Regions from separate parts of the Ovis aries genome. Here region 1 is linked to region 2. The links are chromatin contacts, called in public Hi-C maps. All regions are on one chromosome and are shown on one strand. Each heading gives the region's core, a stretch centred on a gene start, on an enhancer-like site or on the middle of the called end of the contact. The rest is flanking DNA. Distances are from core to core; before and after follow the strand shown. Region 1 has its middle 16 kb from the start of AHSG. Region 2 has its middle 8.4 kb from the start of ADIPOQ.

Region 1 (5,572 bases), core at 2,547-5,046, 190 kb before region 2:
TACCTTTATATCTTTGGGGGGCAGAATTAGAGACATATAGTTGGATTCATAACTCACTAACTATGGCTGAACATGCTGTTGATTAATGAATCAGTGTCAACCTGGAAGGGAGCTGGTCTCTGCTGGCACAAAACAGAGCTATGTCCTCTCAGTCTTGATCTATTCAGTACTTTTATTAGTGGTGAGCGTTCAGGAAGAGTGTAAAATGCCAAGTGCCTAGTATGTGTGTAACAGTTTCATAGCCCTAATGTGCTTGTAGGTCCAAAAGTCCTAGGAGAGAAGCAGGACACATTAAAGCTGACCAGATAAGCTTTGACTCCTGCACGATGCTCTGGATGGGGGAAGCACAGCACAACACAATTACAAGGGGGCTCGCACCTAATTTTGAGGGCAAGTAACTGTAACAGCTTCCCTGGTGGCTCAGTGATAAAGAACCCGTGTGCAATGCCGGAGATGTGGATTTGATCCCTGTCGGGAAGATCCCCTGGAGGAGGCCATGGCAACTCACTCCAGTATTCTTGCCTGGAGAATACCCATGGACAGAAGATCCTGGTGGGCTACAGTCCACGGGGTTGCAAAGAGTCGAACACAACTGAAACTATTGAGCACGCAAAACTGTAACCAACTAAAGAATCAGTTGATTCGAAGTTTTATACCATCAGGACCACTATATGAAGCTGTAAGTCTCCAAATGGTATGAGTTAGATGTCTCCATGTTTTGAGGTTTGATAAAAGAATTTTGACACTGGTGGGAGCAAGAAACTTCCCCTAATTCTGCTCACCAACTGCAACAAGAAGGAAGCCAGGTGAGCAGCCTGATGATGCTGTTAATGGTGATACCCCAGTTACTATTGCCGGGATCAAATTACGCCAAACTGAGCAGCTTGAAATAGCAACATTTATTTTTATTGCAAGCCCGCAGTATGGGATGGACTTGATGAAGACAGCTCCTTTGTGCATGTGGTGTCTACAGGGACAGCTCAAAACCTGGGGACTGGAGTTGTCTGAAAGCTCTATTCACATTTCTAATAGTTGACCCTGGGAGGATTCAAGCAGCTAGTGGCTGGAACAATGAGGCTTCTTGGGAATTTTTATCCCCATGTAACCTTGGCTGCATGGCAGCTTTAGCATAGCTGCCCTTCCTCTATGTCAGTTCAGGGCTTACCAAAACACATGTTTCAAAAGACAAAAGAAAGGAAAAGCTTTATTTCTTTGTATGACCTAGCCTCCTAAGTCACGCAGCATCTTTTCTCCATATTCTTTCTATTCGTGGCATCCACAAAGGCTCACCCATATTCCAGGGGAGAGAAATTAGACTCAACCTTTTGATGAAAGACTCTTCAGGTTCTGAAAGAGTACAGAGATCTGCATATACTGCTGTGCCCCCCCCTTTTTTTAAGAAAATACAATTTGCCCGGGAGATCACATGAGATAAACATAAGAGCAGTAACCATGAGCCAGGGATGTTAGAGCAGCAATGGAGAAGCCTCATGGTGCTCTTGCAGCATGAAAGAGGGCAGCGAAAGTTAAGAAGAATGAAGGGACTATCTGCACATCCATGAGCACCTCCCTGTCCCTGCCACCCAGGAAGGGAAGATTCTGGGAGCAGGAGTCTTGGAAATGGGACCTGAGCCAAAGGTAGCACCATTCTAGTCCATGGGGTTATCCCCTTCTCTGCTTGGTGGGGGGGGGGGGGGCCTGAAAAATGTGGGTTACACGTCAGTGACCTTCCATGAGAACATGAAGGATGCTGATTGGAGCTGTGGACACTCAAACCGGAGACTGTTGTCAAGAGGACAGGTCTGGTTCCTTTCATTCCCATAGCTGAAACCTCTCAGAACCTGGTTCTGGGAAAAGAGGACTACTAGTTGTGTTTCCCTGGAGGAGGGCATGGCAACCCACTCCAGCGTTCTTGCCTGGAGAATCCCCATGAACAGAGAGGAGCCTGGCGGGCTACAGTCCATGGGGTCACAGAGGGTCAGACACAACTGAGCGACGAAGCATAGCACAATTGTGTTTTAAACCAAATAGCACAAGGAAAGTCCTTAAAGTCAATTGCATCTTCTGGTAGCCCTCAGGACTTGCCATAGTGTGATCACTGAATTCATCCCCACCAGCTGCCAAGTGCTGTGCAAGGTGCCGAGGATAGGTGTGTGTAAGGTGCTCAAATATGCTTCTCAGCACGGGGTGAGGGGGGGGCGCTCACAATCTAGTGCAAGGGGTTCCCACACTGACCCCTGACCCCATATAATTCATGTTCAGTGCAGAAAACTTGGAAAACATGCAAAATGTCACATTTGAACCTAAAACTCTAGGGAAGAACTCAAAACACAGTTACTCCAAGATGTGTGTGCATGCCAAGAATTTGATCAAAAAGGAGATGCAAACTCAAACTGTTACGAAGTACCACACTATGAGTTGTCTTTACATTTCTTTGATGGTCTTTGTTTTACATTTCTTTGAAGTTTCAAGCCTAGATCTAGTCAGCGTGGCTCACTTTCTAGAGAAACTGGCTGAGCTGAGACGGATCCTTGGCTACGTGTAAGCCATGGGCGTGTGGTCCCTGGAATTTTGGTGACAGCATATAAATCCAGAATGACCATAGAATCTCGGACTGGCCAAACTCTGGGCAATTCTTGGATTCATTCAATGTACAGCTATGTTTATCTTTTACTTAACTCTTGCTATAGAAACTGAGAGCCCCATCAGTGATACAGATGTAGGTCCAGGAAGACATAGGTTCAGGAAGGAGATGCACCCTGACTGATAACGCTCGCTCCACAATTGCCCAGAACACTGTCTATGAAATTGCAATGTTCTCAATTTGCTTGAGTGTGATCCTGCTTAGCTCCAGGTCTGCGGTTCTGAATCCAAGTGCTGACTCTGCAGTGAGACTGTCTGAATTCAAAGCCCAGATCTTCCCATTATCAGCAATGTGACCTCGGAGAAGTATCTGAACCTCTCTGAGCCTCAGTCTCCTGACCTACATCATATTCTGAAGATACACAACACGATGTACTTAAAAGTACTTGGCAAAGTACCTGGTATGCAGCAAATACTCTTTAAATATTAGTTATCACTGTGGACTGGATGTTTGTGGCCCTTAATTCTCCTCCAACCACCAAACTCATAGATTTCAGCCCTAATGCCTAGTGATGGTATTCAGAAGTAGAGTTTTCAGAAGGTAACAAGGTCATGAGGATGGAACCCTTATAAATGGGATTAGTGCCTTATAGAGATGTGAGAGAAGATCTCTCTTTCCACCATGTGAGGATACAAGAAGAAGACAGCCATCTGCAAACCAGGAAGCGTGCCCTCACCGGACACTGGATCTGCCAACACCTTGGACTTCTCAACCTCTGGAACTGTGAGAAATACATGTCTGCTGTTTAAGCCACCCAATTTATGGTAATTTGTTATAGCAGCCTGAGTGAAGACAGTTATTATTTACTATTATGAAATAAATACAATTAAACTTTTTTTGAAGAAATTTGCACTTCTGGTAAAACATTGTATTTTTGAAACCTTAACAGGTTATCTTCCCCTAGTGTCAACCAGTGTAAAACATTCATTGACCTGCTAATGTGTGGATTTCTGACCCTGTAGTACTCCCCACTCTGAAAAAAAACCAGAAATGTCCCTGCTGAAGGATTTCTGCAAAGAGCGGATGGAAACTGACCCTACATTCTCAGTGAGCTCCACGGCCAGAAAGACAGGAACTGCCAGGAGGGGGTGTACTATAAAACATTAATAGAGAAACTGCAAATAGAGTTAGGAGACCAGAAGGGGGCACTCTCACGCTCTGGGAGGACAGCAGATCCCCAGAGTAAGCAAGATTTCTCTTTCCTAGCAAGGACTCAGTCAGTGGGAAACCATGGACTTCTTGCTTACTACAACCCTTCCAACTTCCTTTCACTCTTAATGAAAGCGTTCTCCTTCCCTTGCTGTTTGGGACTAGCCTGTAGCTCACCCTGGTTGCAGACAATGAAATGTAATTCTCTACTGGTCAGAATAAACCCATCTTTGCTGGAGAAATATCTAGCAGTCTATTTGTTTCAGTCAATATTTTGGTGGCATGAACAGGGACCAGGAAAGACTTTCAGTGGTTCCAGGACTGCTAAACAAATAGGTATGGTATCCACACTTGAGCCCAGAGTGGCTTACTGCTTTTCTCATGAACCTGGAGTCGGAAGGTACATCTTTCTCTTGGATCTGACCTCACACTCCCTTGTGTTTAAAGCTCTCCTTTATTTAGGATCTATTTAAAGGTTTCATCTTTCTGGTTAAAGCTTTATTCTCTATGTGAGTTACTGTTTGGAACTTTGGTCTGATCTTAAAATCAGACTGTTTGAAGTTCTCATGCCCTGAGATGACAGCATAGACCAACTGGAAGAAGAAAGACTCCTCTTCTTTCCCAGTAAGGACTCAGCTGATGAAAAGCCATGGACTATTTGTTTACCACAGCCCTCCCAAATTCCTTTTCCTCTCTATAAAAGTGTTCTCCTTCCCTTGCCATGCTGGGACTTGTATGTACCTCGCCTTGGTTTCAGGCTCCGAACTCCAATTCTCTGCTGACCCAGCAATCCATCTTTGCTGGAGAAATATCTGGTAGTTCACTTGTTTCAGGTCAACAGTACTAAAGGTTAAAAGAGGGAAAAGCAAACCAACCACAGAGTCTTATAAGAAATAAACACAGGTGGCTCCAGAATTGACCTGTGGTGTACCATCTGTCAGGGTGTTAATACAGCAGGAAGCCTTAAATTTCTTGGGCCTATGCTGCTGGAATTCTGAAAGTCAAGACTCACAGTACTTGGTGTGACCTGTACCAGCACCAGGGTGACCAACTCATCCTTGTTAGTTTCTGGTCTTAGAATTAGAAGTTTCAAATTCCAGAATGAAACTTGGGGTCCATGGGTTGTGTGCCTGAGCCTGATTGCAAAAAACCTCCAGAGGGAAAGCCCAGGCCCATAAGAAACATTTTTGAGACGGTTTCTTTATTTCCAGGAGAAGGTGCTGTCCACTCTGGAGGGGTTTGTTCTTCAGTCCCTCGGTCATGTCCAACTCTTTGCGACCCCATGGACCCCTTCATCAAGCCAGGACGGTTGGTCACTCTATGGACCCGCATTGAAGGGGCAGCTTGCATGGAAGATGCGTGTTGTTTGTAATTGCCATGGGCAAGAGCGATGGCTGAAGGGCCTGGATAGGCAGAGCCAGGCTGAGTCCTGAGAATATTCCATGAAGGAGGAATCTGTGAGAAATGTGCATGGAAACCTAGAAGAGCAGGGCCAAGACATGACTGTTGATGGGTGAGTGTGTGCAGTGACAGGCCAGACCCTGGTGAGTCCTTCTTGGACTGGTGCATGGATTGGCATGCATCGAAAACTGCACGCCACGTTGGACATTTATGCAGGGGAACAGAGAGGCAGTGATTTTCTTTACACATGCACCTCATCCTTTATATTGCAGCTGTAGAAACTGTTGCATGTACTGACAATATGGTTAAAATGTAAACTTGTCTTTCACACATTTCCATTTATTTTAATGAATAACTTTATTCACTCATACTTCTAAG
Region 2 (5,532 bases), core at 2,366-4,865:
CTCACCTGTGGTTCCTGGAGTCGAGGAGCCCGTGTCCCCAGCAGGGAGATGGCATCTGGGTCTTGACATTGCTCGGAGGATTGGTCATCAGCTCGGGCAAATCCTTACTTGGAGGCAAGGATGGTCCAGATGACCCTATAATAATGCAGTCAGTACAGGGCCAAGTGTGTGAGGGCCCTTGGGCTCAGGTGAAACCCCCACCCCTCACCCATCCTGTAGGGCTGGCAGCAGAGTAAGGGTAAGGAGCCCCAGCAGGTCATCATGTAACCCCAGGAGCTGCTTACCCTGAGGAATGGCTGGAACTTGTCCTCAGGACTTTCAGTTCCCATATTTCCCCCCATGTTCTATCACTGGAACATGGGCAGCCAGCCTCCCCGGAGCTGGAATTAAACCAGGCTGTGCCCTTGCATTGAGGCCCAGCCCCATCCCCAGCAGGTACCTCTAGGGCCCCTGGCATCTGGCATTGTCTGAGTCACTCAGACCTCAGCCCTGGAGACACAGCTCTTCGGGTCACACAGGGGTGGTCAAGGGCACAGCTGCTCCGCTTCTCCCTAATAACCTTCCAGCAAGACCACCATCCTTCTGTCCTCACTGTCTGCCCCTGGTCTAAGGCACCCAGGCTGGATGATTGCCCTAAAGAAGTGTCTCTGGGGGTTCCTGTAGATGCCCCAAAGTCACGTCAGGAGGAGGGCAGTGGGAGGCACCTCGAAGAACCAGGTTCTCTCCTCTGCTCTCCCCACTACCTCCCAGGAGCCAGAATTAAACCAGGCTGTGCGCTTGCATTGGCCTGGGTTTCTGAAGGCTGCTCCGCTGCTCCCCATGTTGCTAGCACAGCCCCCACTGCCTGCTCTGGGAAGGACCCCGGGCCCCAGAACAGTTTGGGGGGGCCTCCGGACTGCTGGCTGCCTGCTCCCAGAGGTACTGTGCCCCACCCCACCCCGTCCCAACTGTAGGCTCCTTCCACTCCCTCTCCTCTGCCCAGAAGAGGGCCTTGCCCCAGTGCCTTCCCCCTGAATTCTCACCTGAACTAAAAACTCTCTCCTGCACTCAGATTCCTGAGGGATCTGGAACTCAGCTGATGCTCAGCCTGGGGCTCTCTCTGCAGATGCTCACCTCCCTTACCTGATCTGGGAGCCTGCGCCATGTATGTAATATGGGGTAGATTCCAGCTGCAGTGATTACAGGCCAACCGAACTAGACCAAGTGATAATTCCTCTCTCATCTCAGCTTCTCAGCTGTAAAATGGGGCTAAGGTCGTTAGAGCTGTGTGAGACTTCACTTTTGCCAAATAGCTGACATCCTAGTAGGCACACAGTAGGCTCGTATTTGGTGGGGGTGGCTGTCTCTGCAGTGTCTTTAAGGACAGCAGCCCTGGCACAGGACAGGTGCATAGTGTGTGGCTAATTGGTTAATTAGCCAGTTCTTTGACAAGAGAGGCAAGGTGTATTCCTCCCTCTGATTTCCCCACGGAGGGGAGAGCAGTGACTTTTGGCAGAGGCTGCCAAGGAGATGGGAAATAGGCAGTCATCAGGGAAGAGATGGAGGGAAGGAGGGCGGGAAGGAGGGACAGCAGGAAGATCGGCAAGCGCAAAAAGACAGTTTTTTCCTGAGGACCGGGAGGTAGGGATATGAACACCACGTGGACACTTCTTTGTGAAAGAATTCTGAGTTGGAAAGGGGAAAATGGGGATCACAGACCCCCATCAGCCAAGGTGAAGCTGTCTGGTTTCCAGCATAGGGTGTGCGGGCGCAGGAAGGGGACCTGAGGCTGAGAACTGACACTGACTCCAGACCCCGAGGCCTCCCGGCCCGCCTGCATTCCGGGGAGCCGCTGCTTTGGGTGCGGAGGCCGGCCCCTCACTGGAGCAGAAGCGGCACAGGGGCCTGGGAGCCCGCAGATCCGCAGTCCTGCGCGGGGGCAACCAGACCGTCTTCCCCGAGCCTGAGGAGCAAGCGGTCCAGTTCAACGCCGGGCGCACTCCTGGGAGGCTCACCCAGCCTGGGAGAAACCCGAACTGGCACCCGGGGGACAGCAGACCAGCCCGAGGGACAGTTTTCTTTCTTTTTCTTTTTTTCATTTCTATTTAGTGCTTTGTTGTAGTTGTTGTTTAGTGGCTCTGTGTCCCACTCTTTTGCGACTCCATGGACTGTGGCCCCGGAGAAGGCGATGGCACCCCACTCCAGTTCTCTTGCCTGGGAAATCCCATGGACGGAGGAGCCTGGTGGGCTGCAGTCCACGGCGTCGCTAAGAGTCGGACACGACTGAGCGACTTCACTTTCACGCACTGGAGAAGGAAATGGCAACCCACTGCAGAGTTCTTGCCTGGAGAATCCCAGGGACGGGGGAGCCTGGTGGGCTGTCATCTACGGGGTCGCAGCGAATCGGACACGACTGAAGCGACTTAGCAGCAGCAGCAGCAGCAGGACTGTGGTCTGCCAGGCTCCTCTGTCCATGGGATTCTCCAGGCAAGAATACTGGAGTGGGTTGCCATGCCTCTCTCCAGCAGGGATCAAACCCAGTGTCTCCTGCATTGACAGGCCGGTTCTTTACCACTGAGTCACCTAGGAAGCCCATTTAGTTCTTTAGATTTCTAGTTATTTGATTTTGTAGTTTTCATCTTATTTTCAAACTTACTTTTTTTCAAAGGTCATTATCAGTTACTTACCTTCAGTTATTTTTGAATTAGCTTTGATAATTATTTGTTAATACTTAAAATTATTCATTTTTAGACTTAGTGTCTGAGTTATTTTTCAGTTTCTCTTCATTTTATTGTAATTTTGAGTTATTTTTAGTTTTTTAAATCCATTTTTATTTACTTTTGACATATGTAATTTTGTTTTATGTTTGAAAGATTTAGTTTTTAGTTATTTATTTTTGAATTATTTATTTTCAAGTAAATTTTATTTTATTAGACTTAATTTCAGTTTTTTAAAATTTTCTCTAAATTTTGTCATACGTTTTCACCTATTTAGTTTTAAGTTATCTTCAGAGCTATTAATTGTCAATTTCTTAACTTTTTAAATTAAAATTTTTTCCGTTCTTTATTTTTACTTAATTGATTTTAAAATTTATTTATTTTTAAAATTATTTAGCTTTAGAGTTACTGTCAGAGTCCAATCTGATAGAGACTCCATACTGGGTATAACAGAAAACATTTAATACATTTAAATAAAGAATTTTTACTCAGCTATTGGAAAATGAAAAAGGCAAAACAAAAAAATAATGAAGTATAGTGCAGCCCAAAGTCTCAGGGAAAACAGGGAAGAGGTTGGTGGCCCCACACGGCTGGGGGTAGCCCTCTGAGGAGGCAGCACTGCCCAGTGGAACAGGTGTCCTAGGGACTCGGAGACAGGCCTGGGAACTGGATTCAGAGCTCTGGGGTAGGGGCACTGCCAGCTGGTGCTGGAGGATGGGGTATGATGAGGCTGGTTAGTGAAGTGTTGGGGAAATGGTAAACCTCAGGTCCTGGAGCTGTCTACGGCTCTCCGGGTGGAGGCCAGTTGCTAGGGCAATACTGAAGGGAACCCAGGCACCCAAGGAGAAACACAGCCCTTTCCCCTCCTCCAGCCTCCGCTCCTCAGCACTGTTGTCAGAGGCTGACTTGGGAGCAGCTGGCAAAGGCGGTGAATGGCCCCAACCACAAAGCAGAGAGCAGAGGGTAGGTGGAGAGCTGAGCGATCATGGCTACTAACCAGCATCCTGAGCTCTGGAGTTGTTTAGTTTTAGAGGTAGTTTTGGATTTAGTAATCAATAGTTTGGGAATTGTTAGGGTGTTTTGATTTTCTCTGTTTACTGGATGAGGGATCTGGCTGAATCTTCGGTCGCCTGATTTGTTCCTGGAATGGATTGGGTCAGGAGGCAGCTGGGGGCTGTCTCCCATGAGACTCAGGAACATCACTGTAGAATTCAAGAAAATAGAAATAGTGTGTTCACAAAGAAGCCCTTTAACTGTGGCCAAAAAAGAGCAGAAACTAAGGGACAGACTGTCAGAGAGGGGCTCCTAGGCACAGTTGTTCAGCAGAGTGTTTGAAATTTTTCAGAACGTTAAGCTATGATTGTGAATTCACCCACTCATGCTCCCTTTCCTAACAACGAAGTATCTGTCTCAGTAGAGTGTGTTTCAAATTGGTTGGATACAATATTTATTATTTGCACACTAAAACAAAGTTCTTCCCCAATGTCTCAGTAGAGTGTGTTTCAAATTGGTTGGATACAATATTTATTATTTGCACACTAAAACAAAGTTCTTCCCCAATTTGGGAAATTTTATTTCCTTCTATTTGCATTATTTTCCAATCCACATTGTTCCATTTTGACTGTAAGAATATTTACTTATTTATGTATGCATTCACTCATTTAATTCAATGCCTATTTCCTGGCTAACCCCATCCTAAGAAAGGAACTTGCAACCAGGAGACACCAGGCAGGGATGAAGATGAACGGGAAACTCTCAGTCTGGTTGGGGGAGATGGATGTGGAAACGGATCATTGTGACATGGTGTGACAAATACTGTGGGGGCACAGAACCTTGCCACTTCCTCTTCCTGATGCAGTCAGGGAAGGGGTGAGCTGGGTCTTCTGGAGCAAGTATTTTCTCCAAGTGGAGAGGAAAGAGAGGGACATCTGTGCACGGAGGAGCAATGTATACACACCAGGGAGGATGTATTGGCCAAGACCATTGGGCCATAGGGTTCAGAAAGACACTGTCATTAAAGGCTGGCCCTGGTGCTTGACAGACATGGCCTCCTTCGGTCCTCACAGCCAGTGTGCATGAAGCTAGGAAGCAACACCAGCAGTCAGGGCTCTTCCTGAGCGGACTGTTCCAACCACGGTTTAGAAGACCATCTGACTTGCCATGTCTGGAATTCTCCAGCCCCTTCCTGGCTGTGTCCCTGATCCTTTCACTCCTCTACTTAACCCTTGGAGGTGAGTCCTTCCCTCTCCACCTCTGATTGTTGCTTTGTGAACTGCAGGGAAGAAGGACAGTTAGGCCAGCCAGCTGTGAAGTGTAGTTGGAGAGGAAGCAGAGCAGAGCAAAGGAGCTCTGCAGCAGGATTCCTCAGGGGAGTTCTGCAGACCAAGATGATGGGAGTGGGGTCTTGGCAAACCACTCCTAACATCCTCCACCTGCATTCAGAAACCCTTGAAAGGTTGCGCAGATTCCTTCCCTAAAGGGAGGGGGAAAAACCTGTTTTAGATCCAATTCAAGCTTGTGGGTCAACAGATTGGGGGTTTTTCTAAGCACTCAGAGCCCACTGCTGCATTAACAACATTGGACATGTATAAGTTACCAGGTCAATCTACCAGGTCAAAAGACAGTGTACTCTAGCATAATCTACAATGGCATATTTTCACATTTTTTATAACATATGTTCATATAGTCAGTTTTGAACACATAGATTTCCCAGCGGACTTCTCTGCTTTCGTCTCTCCAATTATCTTGTCAATCACGCTAATACATTTCTCAGTAAGAATATGTAAGAGCTCCATCTGGACAGAGGAATCCTCAGGATTCTGACTACTAGCCTCAG

What was found. Hi-C and Micro-C count contacts between places; a contact is called where the count stands out from the background.
Region 1: a Hi-C map of hypothalamus shows a contact between it and region 2, with 4 times the contacts expected there. The contact joins two enhancer-like sites. A contact is called at or near these places in 8 of 16 Hi-C or Micro-C datasets (blood, hypothalamus, liver and 3 more).

The regions. Positions count from the first base shown.
Region 1 is chr1:201,398,780-201,404,351 of ARS-UI_Ramb_v3.0, reverse strand. No RefSeq gene overlaps it. Among named protein-coding and RNA genes, the nearest start is that of AHSG, 16 kb to the right of the region's middle. Within about 2 kb of position 3,796, at least 7 of the 54 cell types and tissues checked have an H3K27ac peak or open chromatin away from gene starts, as enhancers often do. A contact at or near this core is called in hypothalamus, where this site is marked.
Region 2 is chr1:201,207,899-201,213,430 of ARS-UI_Ramb_v3.0, reverse strand. No RefSeq gene overlaps it. Among named protein-coding and RNA genes, the nearest start is that of ADIPOQ, 8.4 kb to the right of the region's middle. Within about 2 kb of position 3,615, at least 5 of the 54 cell types and tissues checked have an H3K27ac peak or open chromatin away from gene starts, as enhancers often do. A contact at or near this core is called in hypothalamus, where this site is marked.